Regions from separate parts of the Mus musculus genome. Here region 1 is linked to region 2. The links are chromatin contacts, called in public Hi-C maps. All regions are on one chromosome and are shown on one strand. The core of a region is the stretch at or near the end of the contact, and the rest is flanking DNA. Distances in the headings are between cores, read along the strand shown. Region 1 overlaps Ext1 (exostosin glycosyltransferase 1). Region 2 overlaps Gm41323 (a long non-coding RNA gene).

Evidence for each region. A called contact is a pair of places that touch in the nucleus more often than the background predicts.
Region 1: a Hi-C map of the G1E-ER4 cell line shows a contact between it and region 2, with 3 times the contacts expected there. The contact joins two enhancer-like sites. A contact is called at or near these places in 1 of 15 datasets of contacts at CTCF or cohesin (the NIH/3T3 cell line) and 1 of 484 Hi-C or Micro-C datasets (the G1E-ER4 cell line).

Annotation. Positions count from the first base shown.
Region 1 is chr15:53,196,025-53,201,924 of GRCm38.p6, forward strand. All of the region lies in intron 1 of Ext1 (exostosin glycosyltransferase 1), which reads right to left. Among named protein-coding and RNA genes, the nearest start is that of Ext1, 150 kb to the right of the region's middle. Within about 2 kb of position 4,142, at least 19 of the 459 cell types and tissues checked have an H3K27ac peak or open chromatin away from gene starts, as enhancers often do. A contact at or near this core is called in the G1E-ER4 cell line, where this site is marked.
Region 2 is chr15:52,894,402-52,900,883 of GRCm38.p6, forward strand. All of the region lies in intron 3 of Gm41323 (a long non-coding RNA gene), which reads right to left. Among named protein-coding and RNA genes, the nearest start is that of Gm41323, 36 kb to the right of the region's middle. Within about 2 kb of position 5,195, at least 17 of the 459 cell types and tissues checked have an H3K27ac peak or open chromatin away from gene starts, as enhancers often do. A contact at or near this core is called in the G1E-ER4 cell line, where this site is marked.

The DNA of each region.
Region 1 (5,900 bases), core at 2,892-5,391, 300 kb after region 2:
TCCAAGTGATGATTTCTCGTTTTCTTCCCTTTTCTTTTTATTTTATGCTACTGTTCTAGGAGATGCTATACAAGGCAGGAAAATACTTAGGCATGGTAAAGTCCCGCTTGATACCTTGAGATGCTTAATCCCATTTCCCTTTGTGCCTGTTCCGGAAGCCTGTGGCAGAAAAGGAAGGCACAGGCAGGCCTGGGCCTGCAGAGACTCAACCTGCAGATGAGCAATCTACAGGAGTCAGCATGTAGCTTAAAGACAGCGAGAAAGCCACAAAAGAGTCAGCAACAAATAGAGCCAACTCTTGGCATTGAAATCAGGAGCTGGCTGGAGGACTGTTTTAGCAAAGGACAGACATTGCCTCAGGAGTGGGAGGGCCACCACCTTCTTAATTATTAACTTCTCCTGTGCAGTCTTCAGCATCAATGCTGACTGCCACCTGGCACCGTGCTGCGGGATTTCCCACCATCCTCTTTGGGGGAAATAAAAACTTATATTGGAGAGTGAAACAGAACTGACTCCTGGCTCTGAAAGCCCGTACTTCCTTGTTCCCCGCTTGCTTCATCAGCATTTCATAGAGGAAAAACATGGATGACTTTCAGGCTGGTCAAAGTCACTGATGGGGTGGCTTTCTGAGATGGGTCTGAGCCACCTTAGCTAGGAATCATTACAAAATTCCTCAGGAGCCTGAGACCCAGACCTGTTTTGTCTTGTTAAATGGGGCCATAGCGTGCTATCAGTTCTACCTAAGACTGAAGAAAAGGAAAGGAGCAGTCGTGACAGAAATGTAGAATCTATATCCGTGAAGAAGCCAGGACCATGGGGATGGATGCTTGCACCCCAGTTACAATGGAAGGGTAGCCTCTAGTTCCAATCACGGCCTAAAGTCTGCTCAGGGCTTATACACTTGACCTTCATCCAGAGTCACCTTGCTTTTAAAAAAAAATTAATCTCTGTTGATATAATATTTATATGAAAAAACATAAACTACATCCTATAAATTTTAGGAATCAACTAGATCACTTCTATTTAAGATGAATCGTTCAATCTCTTAAGAGCTAGGACAGCAAATCTGCACTGGAAAAATACCAGTCGTCACTAAGTTTTGGAGCTTTCTCAAAGCTAATGGTCCTTTCACCCCAAACAGTTCCACAACACTTAAGACAGTCTTAATACTGAGAATGACCTTATGGTGATCCACGTGAGAGCCAAAAGTCACCCAACTTGTGTCTCAATCATTAGCTTGATTCTCATTTCTGCCTACTCTAGGGAAAACATTCAAACCAAATGATAAACATACAGGGTAGTGATGGCTTTCCGTCCTCAGGGGCTCAAAGTCTAATGGGGTATACAAGATAAGCAACCCCATGGCAGACTATAAGTAATTGTACCTGAGAAATTAGCTTCACGTAGTACTTGAAAGGTAGAGATTATCTTAGCTTCCCCTTGGAGATCGGCCAGAGGCCCTATGACCCAGCTCCCAGGCCTTCTTTCCATCAGCAAAAGCAAAATCCAGGGCTCCATTCCTGCCCCCAATCATAGTTGAGTGAATATCCAGCACCCTTCCCCTGTAACCAGTCTTCCAGGTTTTACAATGTGGAGAGGTATGCAATTTATTTATAACTAAATTTCTTCCAAAAGAGATTTAAAGTAGCTTACTTAAGCACTCATAGATCCAGGGCAATTTTTAAGAGAAACCTAAATATGTATATGGCTAGAGAAGGATAGACTGGCTTAGGAAAAGGTTGAACATGCCAGAAAGCACTGTCTTTTTATTGCATTTCTTTATGTATCTTTTTATTGTGGGATGTGTATATATGTATGTATGTGTACGGTGTGGATGTGGATATGGTATGTTCTTGTGTGTGGTATGAACGTGTGTTTGTGATATAAATTTATGTGCTCACCAAAGCACATTGCACTTGTGAAGATAAAGGGGCAATTGGTGGGCACTGGTTCTCTCCTTCCACCATGTGAGTCTCAGAGATCAAATCCAGGTCCCCAGGCTTACAGACATTTGCCTTTATCCTCAGAGCATCTTACCAGCCCAGAAGACTCCATATCTGAATAAAGACTTTATTATTATGCCATCCTCAGTGAAGTAGGAGAAAACACAATTAAGTCTGAATGTTCTTGTCTTATAAGGAAAGAGCAATAGCCATTTGGGGAAGGGTATCTCTGGTTACATCTACATGACAAAGAACAAAGTCAACCAATGTCCTTGTTGTTACTCAAATAGCAGCCTTAAAGTGCTACACTTAGGAGAATGGATGCTTTAAAGCATAAGGAACATTCTGGAGCCTTCCCTCACAAAAACTTTACAACATACAAACTTTGCACAGATGATAAAGTGCATAGAGCCAAAGGGGACCCATGCTATGGAAGTTTGTGAAGTTTGGGTCCACACAGGAAATCCTTACTCTATATTGGCCACTAACGTCTTAGTTAGCTACTGGCTGCAGCCAAGCACACAAGAGTAATGCCCTGAGTGTGGCATACAGCCATCCCCATTGTCACATACAGCCTACAAGGATTTCAGCCATACATCAGAGTCATTCTACTTGAAAGGATGTTTAGCAAAATCTAGTCATTTGTCTTTGCCTTGTTGTTTTCCCCCTTTCTTTATCTGGAGACACCTGCTTGATTCTTCTGCTGAGATAGTTCTCCTGCTTTTCTACTTCTATTTTTTGAGGTGTTGGTTTTGAATTCTTGCATCTTAAATTCTCCTAATTTACTGTGTAATTAAAACACGCATGCACATTTGTCCTCAATTAATGGAGACAAATTATTCCCCAGTGGAAGACAACTCCACTCCAACTTGGAACCGAGCAGGGCAGATAGGCCTAGAATTTAAATGTTATCTAGTGATCTCATGTTATTTTTTTTGCTGAATGAAAATTTAAGAAGTAGGTTAATCAGGGGCCAATGAGATGGCTCAGTTGGTAAAGGGGCTTGCTGCACAAGCCTGACAATTTGCTTTCAGTCCCAAGAACCCATGTAAAGGCGAAAAGTTGCCCTGTGACTTCTTCCAATGTCTCTGTCTCTGACTCTCTCTGTCTCTGTCTGTCTGTCTGTCTGTCAGTCTCTGTCTCTCTCTCTCTCTCTCTCTCTCTCTCGCTCTCTCTGCTTCCTCCCTCTTCCTTTTTCCAAAGCTCACAAATTAGAAAATACTCTGCTTCACAAAAAGAAAACGATTTTGTTCTTTAAAAGAAAGAGTGAGGTTAACTTGTCCTTGAGAGACAAACATCTTAAAGTCTCCTTGGCATCTGTAGAACCACCCGATTCCACACATTCCCCCCGCTCCTAGTCTTTATTATCTTAAGAGCAGTAGCAACTTGCTTTGAGATCACCTTTAGAGAAAGAAGAACGCGCTGCAAAGGGCAGTTGAAGCTGGCAAAATAGCATTTAGGTTGAATACCCAATGTCTGTTTGCAGTCAATCAATAAGTCCATCATAAGCCTACACAATAAAGGCTTTTGAAACGTCTGGAAACGTGAGAAAAATCACAGTGGACTAAAGAATTAGCTGACATTATTTATAATATCTGAGTAATTCTCTATCAGCAATGTGTCTATATGTGCAATTTAGGCAGGAAAAATAAGTAAACATTGCAAACTTACTCATTTAGGTGTGATTATGAATCATTTGTGAAAAATACAAAATGAAGTAAGAATAAAGCATTTTTCATGCCTAAGCGAGACTATGACAGGAAACACCCGAGCTCAAGGGATTTTTCATTTACCATAACTTTCTAAATGGACATTGGGAAAAGAAGAGGCAGAAGAACCGCTCATTTTGTAGATCAGCTCATCTGAGAAACTGCACTCAGAGTTTAAAATGTCTCTTTATAAAAGTCCAACATTAATTCAAGTGGAGAAGGAAGTTATGCCCATGTGTAGACAAGATAACTGGGCTGACAACGGAGATTAAAGAGCCTTGAAGTATCCTTCTAAACTTATTGACAAGGAGCTTCCTAGTAGGCTTGCTATAAAATTTACAACACGTCCTCCCAAAGGCCACAGACCTTCCGACCAGCAGGTAATTCATAGAACGGATTCTAAGCTGGCTCATTGTAAGGGACTAACAGAGATTTACACTGAGTACTTTGTTCAGGGTTCAACACACTTTAATTACATCAGATAACACCTGCTGTTCTCATTTTTCCTGGAAACGGGCTGAGTCCAACTCCTATTTATTTAAGCGCCTGCAACAATGAGTCTCTGCTGTGTCAAAATATGAGGACAAAACTGAAGGTAAGGAGGAAGGACAGGAAGAAACCTGTCTTGGGCCCAGCTCTTGATGGGCCCTGAATTGTCCTTTTGAGGCTTTACAACAGCTTAACCTAAGAGTCGGGTGGGAACACACTGGGGAAGAGCTGGGCTGAAATGAAATTTGGGTCTGGAAAGAGTCTAAGCCCTGGTGTGCTAGAATGTTGCTGCAGTGGGACCATGACTTGTGCACACTGCTGCAGGTCAGCTACCTGGATTGCTCCAGGTACTATCATTTGGCTAGGCCTGGTCCTTTCTCTATAAGCTTAGGACAAGGATGTTTGCTGCTTTTTATATGTAGAAAGAGTATCTTGTGTATTGAATGGGTGCATCACCTGTCAATTAAAAAAAAAATCTATAGCTTATAGGAAAATTTAAACTAGAAGGTAGGACATCAGGTATGCAGAAAGAATTCTAGGATAGAGTTGGACATGGGAAGAGTAGCCAGGGAAAACATGAGGACAGACACGTGGTGCCGGCGCAGAGGTGACCAGTAACATGGCAGAATGTAGATTAATGTAAGTAGATTATGTTAAATTATTAGCTAGTCAGTGAATGAGCCTAGCTATATGGCCTAAGTATTTATAAGTAAATTTTCAGTCTTAGTCACTAATCAGGTTGCTTGGGGCTGGGAGGAAAACAGCCCACCATACAACATTTATATGTATCCACAAAAAGAAAATTTATTAAAAGGAAGTATGTGGAATTTTGGTCATGTTGTCTGGATCCCAGTGGCTTGTGCATTATTAAGAAAAACAAAACAAAACAAACAAACAAAAAAAGCTCTGTCATTAAGCTATATCACCAACCCCCAAAATGTGTGTTTCCATCCAATTTAAAACAATCTAACAGTCTGTATTTAGGGAAAGGCATACTAGGCCTAATTTAGGTAGGAGTACACTCTATGAATATGAGAATAATAGTAACAAAACACAAAGGCCAGGCTCTTAGATGGAAAACCCAATATTATTTGGAGTCACATCCCTCAGGAAAATCAGAAAGTGGGAACAGAGGCAGTGTTTTAATAATACCTTTAGGACGGTCCACATTAAAGAGACAAAAAAGAGGAGGATGCTAAAGGCCAGGCCTGGACATAGGTATCTAAAATTCTAGGCAGTGAGCCATGATGCTCTTGTTCAAAGCATGCTGGGCAACTGGGTAAGATCCTATGTCAAAATAAAAACAAACCAATGAACAAAGATACCAGGGACATGGCTCAGTTAGCAGAATGCATGACTCGTATGCACCAATGCCAGAGTTTGCGCTCCAGCATTACATAAAACCAGACATGGTAGTGTGCACCTATAATCCAGCATTCCAGAGGTTCACTGTCATCTCATAATGAGTTTAGTATTTGCCTTGGACACCGGAGACTCTGACCTCCAAAAGAAGATAATATATAAATGATAAAATCAAAAGGGATGAAAATTTAGCTCACAGGAGAGTAGTTGTTCAGTATGTCTGAGCCCCTGGCTTCCATCCTCAGCCACACCTGACCACCCCACCTCTCCAACTCTTAATCAAGCCTCTATGCTCCTGTTCTCCTCAGCTCTTCATTATCTTAAGTGATATAAAAACAGAAAACAGACATTTGTACTGAAGCGCGTCATCCATTTTATAAAGTTACTCATTGGCTGA
Region 2 (6,482 bases), core at 3,945-6,444:
TTCACAGACATTGTGTTTCTTGGCTACTGAAACACAATTTCTTTTGTGTGCTGAGCTATGAGGAAGGACAGCATCTGTAGGCTGCTTTACTTCTGAAGGGGCCCAACCACTAGAAGACACAGCCTCTCTCCTCCCTCCTTCCCCCAGGCATCTGAGGCATCATTGATTTGGACAGGAATGACTGCCTTTCTCTGAAGACACAACTGTCATTATGGGACTTCTGCTTGGTAAGATTTGCTGTCTTTTTCTTTTTCTTTATTTTTTCTAATTAGATATTTTATTTATTTATTTACATTTCAAATGTTATCCCCTTTCCTAGTTTCCCCTCTAAAAATCCCCGATCCCCTCGTCCCCTCCTCCTGCTCCCCAACACACCAACTCCCATTCCTGGTCCTGGAATTCCCCTATTCTGGGGCATAGAGTCTTCACAGGATCTAGGGCCTCTCCTCCCATTAATGACTGACTAAGCCATAGGATTTGCTTTCTATGACTGTGTTCAGGACTGGATTCTGATCACTGTAGAGGATATGGGGTTTTCCATGTCTGGTCTACTTATTCTACACTCACTTCTGTAAATCATACTTCCATTAAACCATTTTAGATAACTATTTTCTTAATTAGTGATGGTAGAAATGCTAATTACTCTCCCTTTCTGTGAACTACAGATGCTACCTCATTCATACAGCACGCTACAAGGATGGATACTGTCTTCAATCCTGTGTTCTGGATCCTTGCCATCTGTCACGTATTTTCCTCGCTTCTTCTACCTACCTTGTTCTAAGTCCCTCTAACAACTTTGCCTCTATCAGCCATTTTTTGCCAACTATAAGAGGTTAGATTGTGGTGGTCCCCAAAATGCCTAACAGCAGTTTGACCACTGGGAAGAAGAGTGAGTGACTAGGCACTATACAGGTCTCTGATAAACAGACAAACAGGAAGAGGAGCCACAAGTAGATAATAAAGATGCAAAATTTCGAATTTCTCCCTTATACTCTTGACCAAAACAAAGGCCTAAAGATCTAGTTGGCTTTTTCTTCTGTTTGTACACTAGGCCAACAAATTTAAGGTTAGATCAGGACATGCTTATCCCAAAGTCATGGACTTATCAGCCTCTCTGTCTTTGTTCAAAGTAGCCAATCATAAATGAGGGGAAAGGGAAGTCTCAAAGACTCTTAAAAACCCAACCCTCAAAAAGCAAATCAGGATTTGGCTTCCTGATTGGCTTTGAAGAGTGTTTCTCTTGGAGTGCCTTGATGTGTGTGTTACTATTTCCTCACCCATGATATAAGCTTTTCTTCACCAGCAAATTAAAATAATAATAGTAATAATTATTATTATTATTATTATTATCCTCTATAATTTAGTTGATGCTTCTGTCACAACTCTGGCCCTCATGTTAGACAAGTTCTCTAACACAATAGGCCTTACTTTCATCATCTTTAAATAGGAATGATATATTTAGGAGGGAAATTTTTGTGAAGACTGAAAGTTGCATGCCATTGGTGCTAAGCGCCTTCTCAGTTGCCTAAGAGCTACTGTTATTTACAACCTACTTGGGGACTAGAAAGGTCCATAAGGTTGACTGAATGCAAGTGTCTATACCTACCATTACTTAAGGAAGTTCTTGGTTATTCCTGTAATCTTAGTGGTTGTCTCCATAACAAGGGCTCTGGTAGTTCACGATTCATTCTATTTCAAACAGATCTGGAATCCTCAGAATTCTCATGGAAATTATGAATCTCAGATACAAAAACAAAAGAATAGAGGTATAGAAGAACCCAGTCTGTCTTCCTGAGAAACAGGAGGGGGAGTAATTGCATATGTAGAGACTTATCCAAGTCCTTCATTCCTCAGACCTAAGGAGCCACAAACTCATCCCAATAAGGAATTAATCCCATCAGTATGCTAAATGGCCTTGCACACACAAGGATCCTATCTCTTATGGAGGCCAGACATAGGAACCTCCCAATAGTCCACCAATATTCCATGTCTTGAATTGTAGTTGAGATGTCTTTCAAAGTTCCAAGTTGAATCAACTGGCAGAGTGGTATCCTGGAGTGCTGGGTGGAGAAAAAATTTCCAGGCCAAGTTCAGCAGGATAAAAAGGGGGTTGTAATTGATTAATAATGTCTCCGAAGAACTCAGGGTGAGGATAACACTTCCACATGCTGTTTGTTTACTGATCACGTATTAAAGTATGAAGGGGGTTCTGAGAAACAGTACGAAGGGGGTTGGCACCCAGCAACTGCTTCCTGCCTCATGATACTGTTGTCTGCGCCCTTCTCCTGTAAAGCCTATTTCAAATAAAAGGTAATGACTGTGATTACGGACACATTTTCTCATTTACACCTCTCATTTTTATGTGCATTTTCATTCAGCGGTGAAATTATAACACATATTTGGTGTCTGTTGTAAGCATCTGGGGATGGTTTCTATTACAACGTTTGGAGAAATAGAGCTCTCTACTGGACGGTGATTCTGCAAAAGATGTTCAGCATAGCTCACTGAACTCGTCTCATCAATGATATGTTCGTGCAGCTAAAGGCAAATGTTTAAACATTTAGTTAATGCACCATATGTCTTAAATGCTTTAGTTCCATCTGACATTTTCAAAATCTATTTTAATGGAAACTCGCCAAGTAGATTTACTTCCCTGGAAGATGATGAGTTCATTCATCTTAAGCCCGATTCTGGACCTCTCAGACACAATGAACTCTTAATTTGTAGTCTCCAACATCTCGTAACAATGCTGGCGTCGCGCTCATCCTTCTGAGCATGGGAAAATGCCAGGTTAGATTGTTCAAGAGGATGTAACTAGTATCCTGACGACCACATAGCTAGTTAACTGGCAAAGGAAATACTGAGAAGAAGCAATCATCAGTCCTGAGGTGAAGTGGAAGGGTAAAAAAAGATTAGCATGAAGGACCAAATAAAGTGACCAATATCAAAGAAATTGCAGAATCAGACCAGGGAAAAAAATAACATTTACAATAGAATACAGTTATAACTCTTCTTGCTTAAGCCACATCTCCTATGAGTTAAAAAACAGCACAGAGGAGGAAAACTATTCATAAAATAAGCATGAAACTTAAAGTGCTAGGAAGATGGATCAGTAAATAAAGCCCTTGCACTTCAATATAAGGAACAGGTTTGGGCCAGGAAAACTCTCATAAATTCTGGATGGGTGGGACAGCTAACCTGAAATCCCAACACTCAGAAGATAGAGAGAGGGCATCCCTGGGGTAATATGAGGAACATGTTTTGGGTTCAATTGAGAGCTCCAGAATGAATGAACAAGCTGAAGAGTAATCTAGGAAGATTCCTCATATCAACTTTGACCTCCCTAATGAACGCACACACATGTTCATGTATACCCCACATACAAACATACACCATAAACACACAAGCACACAAAGAGAGCAAAATGACACTTGGACATGGAAGTTAGAATTCTACTTTAATCATCATCATCAAATACATTAATATCTCAAACTGTGGTCCCACTTATTATTAACTGTAACCTTGGGCAAATTATTTCAACTCTCTGAACCTAGGTTCTGCATAGCATTGATTTAAATATTAAACACATATGAAATGAGATTTATTTTTAAATAGTAAGTTAATTTTTTGTAAGTGAATTCACGTGTGTAAGCTTCTAATCAACCCATAGCAGAAGGTAATTTTATCACATTGAAGCACATTCAATTTGTTTTCAGTGATTCTTATGAAAACCATTATTAATACCAAAGTATTATTCTCTCATCCTTTCTTAACTTTCCTCTGTAGACACTTTTTACAGAGTATGCTTTATCTCTAATCTTTCTGCTGCTAAGCCTCACCATCGACAACAGGCAAACAAGCCAAGAGAGAGGAATTTCATGTAATGCCCTAGCTTCCAACCCTTGCTGGTTTGCAGCCAAGCCACCTTAATCTGCTTGGCCTTTGGCCACTGGCCTCTGTCTTATCTGCTCTTTTAAGGTTGTTCCCAGTAAACACAGTTTATCCTATGTGGCTCTGTCCATCTTTGTGATTTCCTGCTGGTATCCAATGCCTCTTATCCAAAGGTCCTAGATTTCTGTGCCTTCTTTGCTCCAACTAAGACCCTTCTTCACCATCAGTCCCTCCTGCTATGCTGTTGGCTTCTTTGAAACTCTGGAGAATGCTCTACTACTTTATAATTGATGTGGCACTAGAAGGCAGAGATGCTGGGGGAGACCTGTCACTCACATGCAGACCTCCTCCTTGATCACTGGTACTCCCTACATCCTCTGCACTATTGGACATGGGATTAAGCCAGTAATAGGATTTCTCTGCACAATCCCTCTAGTGATCCCATGCAGTGAGGAAGAGATTCTAAGGCTAATCACAACTGAAGACTTGGAGGTTCAATATCTTTATCTGTCCAAAAATGATGTGCAGACATTACCAGGTGCAGAAAATATGATTACAAGAAGCAACTCTAACATCATTTCTTGGCATTTATTCTGTCAAAGACTAAGTAAGTCCTCCCTTGAAAAGTATGTGTTGGTGGAGGGGGGTAGGTGATGCTTAGAACTGCATGTAGACAGCTATACCATGGGGAGGAAAGAGAATTTGAAGAAATAGTGGACCAAAGGAAATTAGGACACACTACACAACAGAACTTTTGTACATAAGAAGTCACATTAACTGTGCATGCCTGCACAAGACCTGAATAAGTTCAAACTACTTTAAAACTCCTGAATGTATGGGAAGGAGTGCCTAGGACCTCCATTGTAGCTGAGAAGTAAATGGCAGAGCAGTCAATGGCTGGTGGGGAAGGAAGAGTCACTCCTCCATGAAGGCGTGGTCTTCTCTAGGCTCCACACATCCCAGTGAATGGTCATCTCACACCCATATGCATGTGAGCAATGATAAACCGGACACAGTGGGTTAAATACAAAATAAAATGAAATTGGAAGATATGAAGTTGGAAGGGAAGTGTAATGGGAGGAATCCTGAGGGGAGTTGGAGGGGAGAGTTAGAGTGTATAATATTAAGATACCTTGAATAAATGTATAAAGAAAGGAAGAACAAACAGAATCTAGAGAGAACTCAGTTCCTTTGCTAGGAAATATGAATACCGAGACAGATAGGCGCATTGAGAGGAGTGGGCGGGAGGAAAGGTTGACTAAACACAAGTGTAACAAAGTATCTTTGAAAATAGGTCATCCATGGCTGTCTTTTCCACCCTTAATTACAGCTTGTTTCCTGTCACTCTTGAGGCATTCGATACTTCAGGGTAAAGTGAGAACAGCCTAGATCAAATGAATCATTGCATGGCTTTGAGCTGTAAAACACAGACTCATTTTGTGGGTCCATAGGCTAAACTCAAGTGTCTATGGACCATTTTGCCAGGTGTTTATTTTATTTTAAGTCCAGTTTCCTTACCTTTATAGTGAGAAAAGACAAGAACTGAACTGAAAGACTCTTTCTGTTATTAGAATTCGTTTGGGCACAGTCTGGAAAGCAGACAAGTGAACCTATTTTCCTTGCCCCTTAAGGTAAGCGCTGGGGAATATAGGCATGGTTATGTGGGTAAAAAAGCAGGCAGCTGACAACCTATAGAGAGGATGTGGTTTAATATGACAGCAAAGATAAGCTGCCATTGAGGCAGAATGGAAAATCCCAGCTGGGAGGACCAGAGATACTGTTCTCCCCCACCATTCTTTGCCCCATTTCCTATGATCAGGGGGAGGTTTTAATGTGTCTACAAGCCATGTAATTGGAAAAAGACAAAGCCATCCTCAAAGACGAGAAGCCCTGGGGATGGCCACAGCAAGACTCAAATCCACCACAGAGACATTGCCTGGTCCCAATATAATGTGCAAGTAAAATCCCCTGCTGTAGACAGGACTCAACAGTAATGACAGTGTGTGATCCATGAAAAGACCAGATGGACCCCATAACCTCATATGTATCCTAACTATGAGTTCCCCTTTCACCCAGCTCCCATCTTGGGAATGTATAGTAAGTCAGTACAGAAACACTGCGTTTTATACCAAGAAGTGTGAATTTCTTGTTCTGACAAGAATAAGTGGTTTCTCTACCAGCATGGTAGAAAATTACAGGAAAAAGTCATAGAAAATAAATGAGTGAAACTATAAGAAGATTGAGACACTGCTCAAATGTTTGCTTGTTTGGATATATTTATTACTTTGCTTTGGTTGCCATCATAGAATACCACAGACTGAGTGGATCAGTCAAAATTTATATTCTCTGAGCTCTGGGTTTCCAAACATTAATTTAATGCCAAGGTTCTATGAGGGTTTGCTTCTGCTGGAACATTCTTTCTCTGTCCTTACCTGGCCCTTCTCTGTGTGCTCAAAAAGAGTGAGAATCTGCTTATCCATTTCTTATTTCATAAAGTCACATTTTCTATCTTATTAAAACCTGGCCTCTTTGTCCTAATTTAAACTTAATTACTTCCATAGAAATGTATCTTTAAGAAGATAAGTCACACT